Regions from separate parts of the Mus musculus genome. Here regions 2, 3 and 4 are each linked to region 1. The links are chromatin contacts, called in public HiChIP or PLAC-seq maps. All regions are on one chromosome and are shown on one strand. The core of a region is the stretch at or near the end of the contact, and the rest is flanking DNA. Distances in the headings are between cores, read along the strand shown.

What was found. HiChIP or PLAC-seq counts read pairs in DNA pulled down with a chosen protein or histone mark.
Region 2: a contact with region 1 is called in an HNF4G HiChIP or PLAC-seq map of pancreatic cancer cells. The contact joins the enhancer-like site here to the promoter of Nipbl in region 1. A contact is called at or near these places in 2 of 39 promoter capture datasets (embryonic stem cells and stem cell-derived epiblast-like cells), 2 of 484 Hi-C or Micro-C datasets (the G1E-ER4 cell line and embryonic stem cells), 7 of 115 datasets of contacts at active chromatin or transcription factors (the 230-238 cell line, the SCID.adh cell line, acute myeloid leukemia and 3 more) and 1 of 9 other capture datasets (adipose tissue).
Region 3: a contact with region 1 is called in an H3K27ac HiChIP or PLAC-seq map of trophoblast stem cells, with 11 read pairs. The contact joins the enhancer-like site here to the promoter of Nipbl in region 1. A contact is called at or near these places in 4 of 39 promoter capture datasets (the 3T3-L1 cell line, 3T3-L1-derived adipocytes, hippocampal neurons and 1 more), 1 of 484 Hi-C or Micro-C datasets (adipose-derived mesenchymal stem cells) and 3 of 115 datasets of contacts at active chromatin or transcription factors (extraembryonic endoderm stem cells, microglia and trophoblast stem cells).
Region 4: an H3K27ac HiChIP or PLAC-seq map of microglia shows a contact between it and region 1, with 3 times the contacts expected there. The contact joins the enhancer-like site here to the promoter of Nipbl in region 1. A contact is called at or near these places in 1 of 39 promoter capture datasets (stem cell-derived epiblast-like cells), 1 of 15 datasets of contacts at CTCF or cohesin (the NIH/3T3 cell line), 1 of 484 Hi-C or Micro-C datasets (Th1 cells), 7 of 115 datasets of contacts at active chromatin or transcription factors (the SCID.adh cell line, bone marrow-derived macrophages, embryonic stem cells and 2 more) and 2 of 9 other capture datasets (adipose tissue and liver).

The regions. Positions count from the first base shown.
Region 1 is chr15:8,443,075-8,445,818 of GRCm38.p6, reverse strand. Nipbl (NIPBL cohesin loading factor) reads left to right here and starts at 1,356. Exons shown (of 47, transcript NM_027707.3): 1 at 1,356-1,694. LOC102634078 reads right to left here. Exons shown (of 3, transcript XM_017316813.1): 2 at 1,855-2,104; 3 at 1-1,756. The coding sequence ends at 528.
Region 2 is chr15:8,189,253-8,191,996 of GRCm38.p6, reverse strand. The region is part of intron 15 of Cplane1 (ciliogenesis and planar polarity effector 1); the gene reads right to left. Among named protein-coding and RNA genes, the nearest start is that of Cplane1, 22 kb to the right of the region's middle. Within about 2 kb of position 1,351, at least 35 of the 459 cell types and tissues checked have an H3K27ac peak or open chromatin away from gene starts, as enhancers often do. A contact at or near this core is called in pancreatic cancer cells, where this site is marked.
Region 3 is chr15:8,674,966-8,677,709 of GRCm38.p6, reverse strand. All of the region lies in intron 3 of Slc1a3 (solute carrier family 1 (glial high affinity glutamate transporter), member 3), which reads left to right. Among named protein-coding and RNA genes, the nearest start is that of Slc1a3, 34 kb to the left of the region's middle. Within about 2 kb of position 1,314, at least 26 of the 459 cell types and tissues checked have an H3K27ac peak or open chromatin away from gene starts, as enhancers often do. A contact at or near this core is called in extraembryonic endoderm stem cells and trophoblast stem cells, where this site is marked.
Region 4 is chr15:8,641,116-8,643,859 of GRCm38.p6, reverse strand. It overlaps Slc1a3 (solute carrier family 1 (glial high affinity glutamate transporter), member 3), which reads left to right. Exons shown (of 10, transcript NM_148938.3): 7 at 727-960; 8 at 1,484-1,678. Among named protein-coding and RNA genes, the nearest start is that of Gm46508, 60 kb to the right of the region's middle. Within about 2 kb of position 1,424, at least 7 of the 459 cell types and tissues checked have an H3K27ac peak or open chromatin away from gene starts, as enhancers often do. A contact at or near this core is called in microglia, where this site is marked.

The sequences.
Region 1 (2,744 bases), core at 107-2,606:
CTCCTGAGTAAAATGTGCTTACCTACTGGCACTTTTTACCTGAAGAATTAGCCCCCTTACAATTTATACAAAAACAAACAAACAAACAAGCAAGCAAACAGAAAACTGTGTGGCGATGAAATGCCCTCCGGTTTTACAGTAAGACACTACCATCGGGTACGGTACTGTATTCGTATTCACATTTTGTACTCCAGCCTTGTCCAGAGCCTCTGAGTTTTCAACATACAGAGGAAAACGATGTTTTGAAGTGCGCCGGTGCCGGGGCTCCGGTGCCCGGCGTCAGGATGGCCTGGGCTCCACCCACACCTAGATCGCAGCGCCAGAGCGACCGGCTCCTTGCTTGCACAGCGTCGCCTACAGGCCTTATCCCGACTACCAGGGAGGCAATCAAAACCACCGCCAAAAAGGAAAAAAAAAAAAAAAAAAAAAAAAAAAAGAGGCAAGTCCAGCAGCCCTCTCGTATTTCCAGAAATTAATGCACCACCACCACCACGATCACGATTCCAACTCAGCCAGGCTGGGAGTCTTCACCTCCGAGGACTGTGTTCTTCGCAGAAAATAACCCAGACAGACATAGGATCCGGCCGCTCCCGGGACGATCCATCCATCACGGCTGCGGGAACAGCGTTTGAAAGGTCGGCATCCAACCCGCCGGCAGCGGGAGCTCGGCTTCCCCCCGGGGCCCGGGGCCGGCCAGTCAGGGAGAGCAGCGCGGCCTCGGCTGGCCGCCTTCTCCGGGATTGAGGGTGGGGGGCTATGAGGCCCGGAGCGCCTGAGAAGAGGGAGATCCCGGCCTCACGCCACCACAGCGGACCAGCGCCCGGCTGCTGTCGCCTCGAGGGGGACCAAAAGGAAAAAAAAAAAAAAAAAATCAAGCCGGTCACCCGAGCAACGGCGTAGACGCCGTCTTGCAGAAGCGACCCCACGGGCAGCATCCACGGCCGTCCGTTGCACAGGACAAGGGCACGGAGCAGAACCGCCGCTGCTGCTCCCGCTGCCTCCGCCGCTGTCGCCGCCGCCGCCGCGCCTCCGGAGCCCGCGGGAGCCGGCGCGCTGAGGCAGAGCTGCGAGCCCGAGTGGCGGCGGCGGCGGTGGCGGCGGCGGAAGTGGAGTAGGGAAGAGGGGGTGGTTGTTAGTGTTTGGCGCCGGCGGAGGGAGTCATTCCTGCAGCTGCACTTCCGGTCGGCATTTTGTTCTGAGAGGGAGAGACGGAACGAGAGAGAGAGACACACACACACATACACACACACATACACACACACACACACACATACACACACACACACACACACACTGGGCTCCTTCCCCCCCGCCCGCCCTCCCGTCCCTCCCTCCCTCCGTCGGTACCGACTCACCCGACACCAGCAAAGCCGCCAGGGAGGGACGCCCCCGCCGCCAGGAGGATTGGTTCCCGGGCCCGCGGCGATGCCCCCCCGGTAGCTCGGGGCCCCCGGCCGGGTGTTTGTGTGAGTGTTTCTATGTGGGAGAAGGAGGAGGAGGACGAAGAAGAAGCCGCGATTTGTCTTCTCGGCTGCTCTCCCCCCGGCTCTACATGTTCCCCGCACTGAGGAGACGGAAGAGGAGCCGTAGCCACCCCCCCTCCCGGCCCGGATTATAGTCTCGCTCTCTCGCTCTCTCTCTCTTGCCACCGCGGCCTCGGCCTCCGCTTCGGATTCAGACGCCGATTCGCCCAGGTAAATTCCTGCTCTTTTATTTCGGCGGCGGCGGTGGCGGCGGTGGCGCCGGCGCCAGGTCCCTCAGCGTTTCTCCTCCTCGCTCCCCTCCCCGCCGTTTCCTCAGCGGCCCCGGGTCTCTTCCACGGGGCGAGTCGAGAGAGTGAGTTCGCTCGCTCGCTCCTCTCCGGCGGCAGCCACCCTGGGTGGCGGCGGCGGCGGCGGTGGCGGCGGGGTTCGTAGCCTCTCCCGGCCGGCTTCGGTGACGGGGAACCGGGCTCCCTGCCGGGCGGCCGGGGAGGCGTAGGCCCGGCGGAGAGTGCAGGCCGCGGGCCAGCGGAATCTACTTGAGCTCGGGGATTAGGAGAGCTCCGGGCTGAGCGGAGCGACTGCTGGTCGGTGACAGGCCTCGCCCGGGAGAGGAGCCGTAGCTAGTGAGGAGGCGGAAACAATACAACTATCAGCAAATGTGCCCCGATCGTCCCCCATATTTACAACTTTCCCGGTCCGGGAGTGGGGAACGTCCCAGTGAAACAAACAACCCCCCTTCTTCCCCCTGTGACCCCATGAAGGGAGGAAGTAGTTTCAGTTAGTGAAACAAATGTAAATACTCAGACACGGCTACAGTGGTAATTCTCTGCCAAACTTGTTTGGACGTTTTGGAAAGTTAATAAAGACTGGTTTCCTTTGTAAAAGGATCAAACCGTCCACATGTATATTTAATCTAGAAAACCCTAGCGTTGTGCACACTGCACATCCCCGCCCAGGAGCTTTTATGTTGTTTGACAGAGTGTGTTGCACATGGACTTTTTATTCAAAGACCAAGTAGAAAGAACTTGACAGGTTTACTCCGACACTTTGTATTTGTATCTGTTATGTAAGGATAATTTTAAATGACTACATAAAACTCTCTGGATACTTTTTAGCCTAAACGGGTGCAAGAATACAAAGAATTCTAAGTGTTTTTGAGCGTACATGGAGATAAGGATGAAACCTATTTTCTTTCAAAGGATAGAAGTTAAGTTGCACTTAGAATCTTTGGGAGGTTTAAAACACACATACATATACACA
Region 2 (2,744 bases), core at 102-2,601, 250 kb after region 1:
TCCTTTTCTGATTTGTTATTTTGTCAATTAGAAGTTACTTTCAAACATGGGTGCTTCCTTCTATAAACTAACTTTACTGTCATTGTTTGGGATTAAAGGAGTGTACTAAGAGTGTGTCTATATTGCAACCACAGGGATTAAATCTGTGTTAAGGGCTGAGCCACACAACAACTAGAAACAGGTTTTTTTTTTTTTTCAGCAAATAACACAATCTTGAGGTTCACAGTGTGATCACATATCCTACAATATGGGTGCAGGAGAACTGTCAGGCTAACCAGTTCAGCTACTACCCAGGGCTTTGAGTTGACCCACCCAAACATCTACCCCATCTACAAAGTGCTGGAGCACGTGGAGGGGCTGCTCCTGCAGAACCAAAGCTGTAAGAGCTCCATGACACAGGGCAGCAACATATGTCCAAGGAGTCCAGGTGGGAGTCCAGTATTCAAAGTGTAGCAGAAGCCAGAGGCCTCACCAGGCCTGATTCACTGCAATGAACAGGCGCAATTAAAGCTGTTTGGGCAAAAGGGTATACTGTGTGATACACCCCAACTTCCAATGATATTTTTTTGTGTTTTGTTTTGTTTTGTTTTGTGGGAAGGGTTACAAGGGCAGAATATAGATGTAGAGGGCCAGGGAGATGAGTTGGATTGGGGTACATGATGTGATATTCATAAAGAATCAATAAAGTTAAAAAAATAAATAAGGAGAGCCACAGATGTAAAACTTTCTATTTCACTGAATTCCTCTCCTTTATCCAGTTAACCAGACCTTAAAACTGAGAACTACATTAAGCTTTTTCCCCAAATCTACTCAATCACAATTCCCACTGATCAAACTTGCTGTGTGTCTGTTAAGTATGAACTCCATTCCATTAGCACGGATGTTGTTTCGATTCAGTCTCCTCATCTGAATAAAGGTCTTGCTTTGTACACAGTCCATAATCCTCCAACCACAAATGTACCAAAGTGACCTTAACTGACCTATAAAGGGGCTCCTTGATTTGTGAACACATCATAAACAGAAAATATTATATATCAAAAATGCATCTATGTGAGCTGGAAAGATAGATCTGTACTAAAGAGCAAGCTGTTGCTGCTCTTGCAAAGAGCCTAGGTATTGGTTCCCATCACCTGCACGACTTGGGACTCTAGTTTCAAGGATCTACCACCTTCTTTCTGACCTCCATAGGTTTCAGGCACATATATGGTGCACAGATATCAGACATAAATGCAAGAAAATCACTTATACACAGAACATAAAAATAAATATTTAAAGCACGCAATCACATACCTAACCTAGCAGTCATCAGACCGCACTGTGGAGTATTAGCCATCACCCTTGTGGTCAGACAGTGACTAGGCACTAGGGCTCACTGCTGCTCTTCAGCAGTGCACACTGCATGGAACTTCTAGCTAAGGACAACTTGGAAAAACAAGCCTGAAACTTTCTAGTGAACAGACACGACTTTCCTGTCATCACTAAGTTAAAAGTTTAAATATAAACTACTGTAAATCAGGGACCTTCTGTACTTCCTTGGATGGTCTGTTCCCTGCAAGTGGGACAGCAGTGGGACAGCAGCTCCATGCCACAAGCCTGACAACCTGAGTGTGACCCAGGTCCCACAGGGAGGAAGAAGAGAACTGGCTCCTACAAGGCATCCTCTGACCTCCACATGTAATTCTGTAGCAAATATACACCCCTCCACATGAATGAATGTCATTTTTAAAATTGGCTTGGGCTGGAGAGATGGCTCACTGGTTAAGAGCACCGACTGCTCTTCCGAAGGTCCTGAGTTCAAATCCCAGCAACCACATGGTGGATCACATCCACCTGTAATGAGATCTGATGCCCTCTTCTGGTGCATCTGAAGACAGCTACAGTGTACTTAGATATAATAATAATAAATAAATCTTTAAAAAAATGGCTTAACATACCAGCACTTAGGAGGCAGGGATAGAGAGATCTCTGTGAGTTCAAGGGCAGCCTGATCTACACAGAAACTTCCAGGCCAGCCAGAGCTACAAAGACAGACCATGTTTTTAAAAATAAAAAAAATCACCTGACCCTGCTGTCTTTCTTGTCCCTTCACTACAGGCCTCCTTCGCTACTGTTCCCTCTCACCATTTCTGACTCACCAGACACTAATGCTGCAAACATGGATCACACACTCTATTTTGAGGAAACAACCTGCACCTTGCCAAACTCTTAGTATCTCTCAGGCCTTTGGTTTCTCTAGATTATGAAACTAGTGGCATCTTTTATGATGTATGGCTAATGGCATGACTCATTAGGCGATGGACAGGGGAGTAAGCAGCCACACAGCTCGGCTGTGCAGAGCTTCAGCAGTCAGAAAATAAATGTAAAGCACAGTGCTCTGCCTTTTCATCTCCATCACCTTCAGGCCAACAGCATAAAAGATGCCATCAGTTTCTGAAACCTAGAGTCCTCTGGCATTATAAAAAAAAAAAACAAGCCATGTAAGTCATACTCAACTCCCATGCTCTGTTTAACCTAAAGCACTCAAGTCCCTTAAAGCCAGGAGGTTTAGCTCCCATGTCTGTAGAATATCTGATGTGTAGTTTCCCATTTAGATATCTGTGGTGCCTTAAAAAGGGAAAAAATATTTAGGGTGTAAATTTCATTCTGTCCATTAACATTCACCCATAGGCTTTATCATTAAACAAGCAGGGTGTGATGGGCAGGAAACTTAACTGCAGAGCACTGAAAAGATTTTTGGGTTTTTT
Region 3 (2,744 bases), core at 65-2,564, 230 kb before region 1:
TGGACATCTGTGGTGGCCATGTTAAATCTTCACTGGAAGGATGTCTGCTCAGGTTCCTTATCTACTGTTAGTCATGTTGCCTTCCTATTACTGAACTGCAATTATTTTCTATGTTAAAATTGCACTTTAAAAATTTAATACATGGGAGCTCGGGGGCTAGAGAGATGGCTCAGCAGTTAGGAACACTAACTTCTTCCAGAGTTCAATTCCCAGCAACCACATGGTGGCTCACAACCATCTTGTAAAGTGATCAGATGCCCTCTTCTGTTGTGTCTGAAGACAGTTACAATGTACACATATACGTAAAATAAATATTTTTTAAAAATTGAATATGCAGGACTGGAGAGATGGCTCAGTGAGTAAAAGAACCAGTTATTCTTCCAGAGGTCCTGAGTTCAATTCCCAGCAACCACATGGTGGCTCACCACCATCTATAAAGGGATCTTACACTCCCTTCTGGCATGCAGGTGTACATGCAGACAGCACTCATACATTTTTTAAAAAAGAATTTGAATACACTAGAATAGCAACTACTCTGTGTGAAGTGGGGGAAGGGCATAGCTATAGGCAATCTACAATCCACAAATGAGAAAACGCATGGTGTCTTTCTGAGTCTGGCTTGTTTTGCTTAATACGATCATCTCCATCCAGTTACATCTGTCTTCCAGCAAACAACAAACACAATTTGATTCTTCTTCATTTTTTCCTCAGGCTTGCTTGCTTGCTTTCTGACAATATCTCACTATGTAACCCCAGCTGGCCTGGAACTCGTTTTGTGGAGAAGGCTAGTCTCAATACTCACAGACATGAGCCTGTTTCTGCTTCCCGAGTCCTGGGGTTAAAGGCATGCATCAATCGCACTTGGCAATTTTAATTTTGTGACTGAACAAAACTCCAAGGATATTCTAAATGCTTCATACTAGCCTATCGATATAACCTACTACAGTTTGTTTTGTTACTACTGTCTCTGTGTCTTATTTAGTTTGCAGTGTTTTGCAAAAGCATTCAAAGCTCTTTACTTGCTACTTGGAGTTAGACAGCTTTCCCCTGTCTGGTTTTGCTTTCTGAGATGAGTCATTCAAATACTTGAGTTATCTAGAATAAGAAGTGTCGGAGGCAATGATCAGCTAGCTGTCTCTTAAGACATTCTCCAGCTGCCCCTGTAACTGACCTAAGGAGGTGGTTAGGGTCAGAGTAGGTGTTGGGAAAGGCACAAACTTAAGCCTAAAACCCGCTGGATTATACATACAGGAGTTGCCACCACGGAATGTGGATGCTAAGACCAGAGTGCTGATATGAATCTCATTGGTATGAAGTGGATTTCACAGGCTGCCTGATCTCCTGCTACAGCTCAACTTACAGAATGACTTTGTTGCTGTAAGTTGCTTGGATCTTTGAAACAATAGACTGAATTGATAGTCTGTAAAATTCCGTTTCTGTTTCAACAAAGCTTAAACTTTGTTGTTTTCAATTCAGAAAGTACCCACGTGCTTTCTATAAGTCTGTTTTAAGAGTCTGCCAGAAAAAAAATCCTCAAGTTGTGCTTCCAGTGTCTGTCTTCCTTTCTCTTCTTTCTTTCTTTCTTTTCTTTTCTTTTCTTTTCTTTTCTTTTTTTTTTTTTTTTTTTTTTTTTTAGTATAGAATAGAGTTTATTCAGGGCATGGGGAGGGGAGAGTTAAGAGGGCAGTAGAGACAGGGAAAGGCAGAGAGAGAGAAAGAGAGAGAGAGAAAAGAGAGAGAGAAGGAGGAGGAGGAGGAATAGAGGAATAGAGGCCAGCCATGAGCATGTGTAGAGAGCGGGGAAGGGAATGGGGGAAGGGCGAAAGGACAGAACAGGAGCAAGAAGGTAAGAACAAGAGCATCTTTCTCTTTCAAAAGCGTAAATAACACTTCAAATCCATATTTTATACTGTGCATCTTAGATGGATGGCCTCCAAAGCCCTGTGTGTACATGTGTGTATGCATGCACATGTATGTGCTACTGTTTGTGTGTGCATGTGGAAAGCAAATGACAATATCAGGTATCTTCCTCCCTTTTTAAATTATTTATTCTATTTTTTTTTATTAGGTATTTTCCTCGTTTACATTTTCAATGCTATCCCAAGGTCCCCTATACCCACCCCCCCAATCCCCTACCCACCCACTGCCCCTTTTTGGCCCTGGCGTTCCCCTGTACTGGGGCATATAAAGTTTGCAAGTCCAATGGGCCTCTCTTTGCAGTGATGACCGAGTAGGCCATCTTTTGATACATATGCAGCTAAAGACAAGAGCTCCCGGGTACTGGTTAGTTCATATTGTTGTTCCACCTATAGGGTTGCAGTTCCCTTTAGCTCCTTGGGTAATTTCTCTAGCTCCTCCATTAGGGGCTGTGTGACCCATCCAATAGCTGGCTGTGATCATCCACTTCTGTGTTTGCTAGGCCCCGGCATAGTCTCACAAGAGAGAGCTATATCTGGGTCCTTTCAGCAAAATCTTGCTAGTGTATGCAATGGTGTCAGCATTTGGAAGCTGATTATGGGATGGATCCCTGCATATGGCAATCACTAGATGGTCCATCCTTTCGTCACAGCTCCAAATTTTGTCTCTGTAACTCCTTCTATGGGTGTTTTGTTCCCAATTCTAAGAAAGGGTAAAGTGTCCACACTTTGCTCTTCGTTCTTCTTGAATTTCATGCGTTTGGCAAGTTGTATCTTATATCTTGGGTATCCTAAGTTTCTGGGCTAATATCCACTTAACAGTGAGTA
Region 4 (2,744 bases), core at 175-2,674, 200 kb before region 1:
CTGTGACCCTTTAATACAGTTCTTCATGTTGTGGTGACCACCAATCATAATTTTTTTTGTTGTTGCTACTGTTATCTGTCGTAATGTAAGTATCTGTGCTTTCTGATAGTCCTAGGTGATCCGTGTGAAAGGGCTGTTTGACACTGTACAGGGGTCTGGACCCACAGGTTGAGACCCACTGCCCTAGAGTACTAGAATTAAGTGTACATCTAACACACTGGCATGGCATGGCATGGCATGCCATAGCATGTTGCCTGCTTTAGCTTGGGAAGCAGGCTGTGGCATGGACAACATTCTGAAAGGCGTGATATTGGTATAGTGGCTTGTTCCCGGTGCTTAGCAGGAGTCAAGAGGGAAGGGAACTGCAGGCGTCTGAAGACCCAAACAGGGATCTATGTCTAGGAAAGTGGAGGTGAGGACCCGAATTCTTCTCCTTCCTAAGGTCTGAGGCCAGTGGGGATAGGGTGGGGGTGTCCTAGAGCAATTCAGAGTGAGAGGAAGGCTAGATTTACAGATGCCTGGGAAATTTAGTATTTTAAATAGAAAAGAATGACATCGGTAGTTTCTACGCGTCTTAGCTTGGAAATCCCCTGTCTTTCCTTTTTTTTTTTTTTTTTTTTTTTTTTTTTGCTTTGTTTTATTCCTTTTTCTCTCCTACTTGGTAATTTACATGCAACAAGTTATAGGAAACCAAGCTTCCAATTGAGCATGTGTTGCTTGCCGCAGGTATGCGCCTCTGGGCATCCTCTTCTTGATCGCAGGGAAGATTGTTGAGATGGAAGACATGGGTGTGATTGGGGGACAGCTTGCCATGTACACCGTGACAGTCATTGTCGGCCTCCTCATTCACGCCGTCATCGTCCTGCCTCTCCTCTACTTCCTGGTAACCCGGAAGAACCCCTGGGTTTTCATTGGAGGGTTGCTGCAAGCGCTCATCACAGCCCTTGGGACCTCCTCAAGGTACGTGTGTATACACGCGGCTTTATTCCTCTAAGAAAGTGTGTCTAAACCTTTACCTTGGATCTGAGCCTTGGGGCAAGTAGAGTCATTGTGTTCTGGGTTTTAAATCTCAGGAATTGGCTTTTTCCACCTCTGATCCTGATCGTACCTCCTTGAGACCCGGAAAATGGCTATCTATAAGTCCTTTTAGGGGCAAAGGGAAAACCCTTTCCTAACCACAGACTTCCTGTTTTCCATTGACATCTGCCTGAGAAAAAGGGAGAAAAACAATGTGGGGCAGGCATCTATGGTATGGGAATCATCCCAAGTAATGCCTCAGAGGAATCCAGGCACAGACGAGTGCCCAAGTGCTCAAGTGCCCCTGTGAGGGCACCGCACTACCCCTAACCTCCTAGCACTGTAGACAATGCTGACCTAGTCAGGACATAAGAGGGGAAGGAACTGTCTGTGCCAAAGAGCAAAGACCAACCACAGAACTCCCGGGGGCACCCTCAGCTGACATGCCCTGTTTTGCTGCCCTCAGTTCTGCCACCCTACCCATCACTTTCAAGTGCCTGGAAGAGAACAATGGTGTGGACAAACGCATCACCAGATTTGTGCTCCCCGTGGGGGCCACCATTAACATGGATGGGACCGCCCTCTACGAGGCTTTGGCTGCCATTTTCATCGCTCAAGTGAACAACTTTGACCTGAACTTTGGACAGATTATAACAATAAGGTACAAGGGTGGGTTTCCATTCATCATTTCCTTCAGAATGGTTTTTAACAATGAGAGTGTGAGAGAGCTGGGTGAAGATATTGGTTGAGAAGGAATCACACATAAATAGGAGATTAGGGAGCCATTGTGTTCCTCCGCTTTTTAATTTCTGGTGTGAATATTCACTCAAATAATACAGAACTATATGACTTGGAAGGAACGAGTTGCCTGTTACCATATCACTCTAAATCTCTCTGTAGGTTACCATTGTCCACGACTGATTCCCAAAGACCTCTCCCAATGCAAGGATATGTGCACACTTCTTTTTAGTAATTAACCATACCACACACATCATGTGCTCCTTGATTGCGGCTTTGCTTATCAAATCAAAACTTACAAATACATCTAGCTCATTTCTAAAAATATCTACAAAATATATAGTACAGATAACTCCATTTTTAAAACATTAAGTTAGAGCTGGGCGTGGTGGTGCACGCCTTTAATCCCAGCACTCGGGAGGCAGAGGCAGGCGGATTTCTGAGTTTGAGGCCAGTCTGGTCTACAAAGTGAGTTCCAGGACAGCCAGGACTATACAGAGAAACCCTGTCTCGAAAAACCAAACCAAACCAAACCAAAACCATTAAGTTAGACTATAATTTTGAAAACTTTCAACTATGTTTGTAGGCAATATTGAAAAATGAAAATACACTTGAAAACTAGGTTAACTTATTCTCTTGGGTTAATTTTTAGGCAGTATAAGGTGAATAACAGATCATACAAGTGAGGCTAAGAACTCAATTTTATGGAGAATCATTTGACTGATACTTAAGATGTCCAGTGAAAAATAATTCCCCTATTTGTGCTTTTCTCAGATCTCCTGGTTTCATTCTGCACAGGCAGCTATCATTCCTGGCGGCTTTCCTTGTATTCTGCAAAAACAGTCCATGTGTGCATGCAGATCTAACCCTTTGCCCTTTCTTACTACTGGACTAGGCATGACGAGCCTGAGGACCAAGGCAATGAACAGTAGGCTTTAAAGACGCCCAATTCAGATCACCTGTGCTCTTCATTGCTGTGGGCTTGGTTT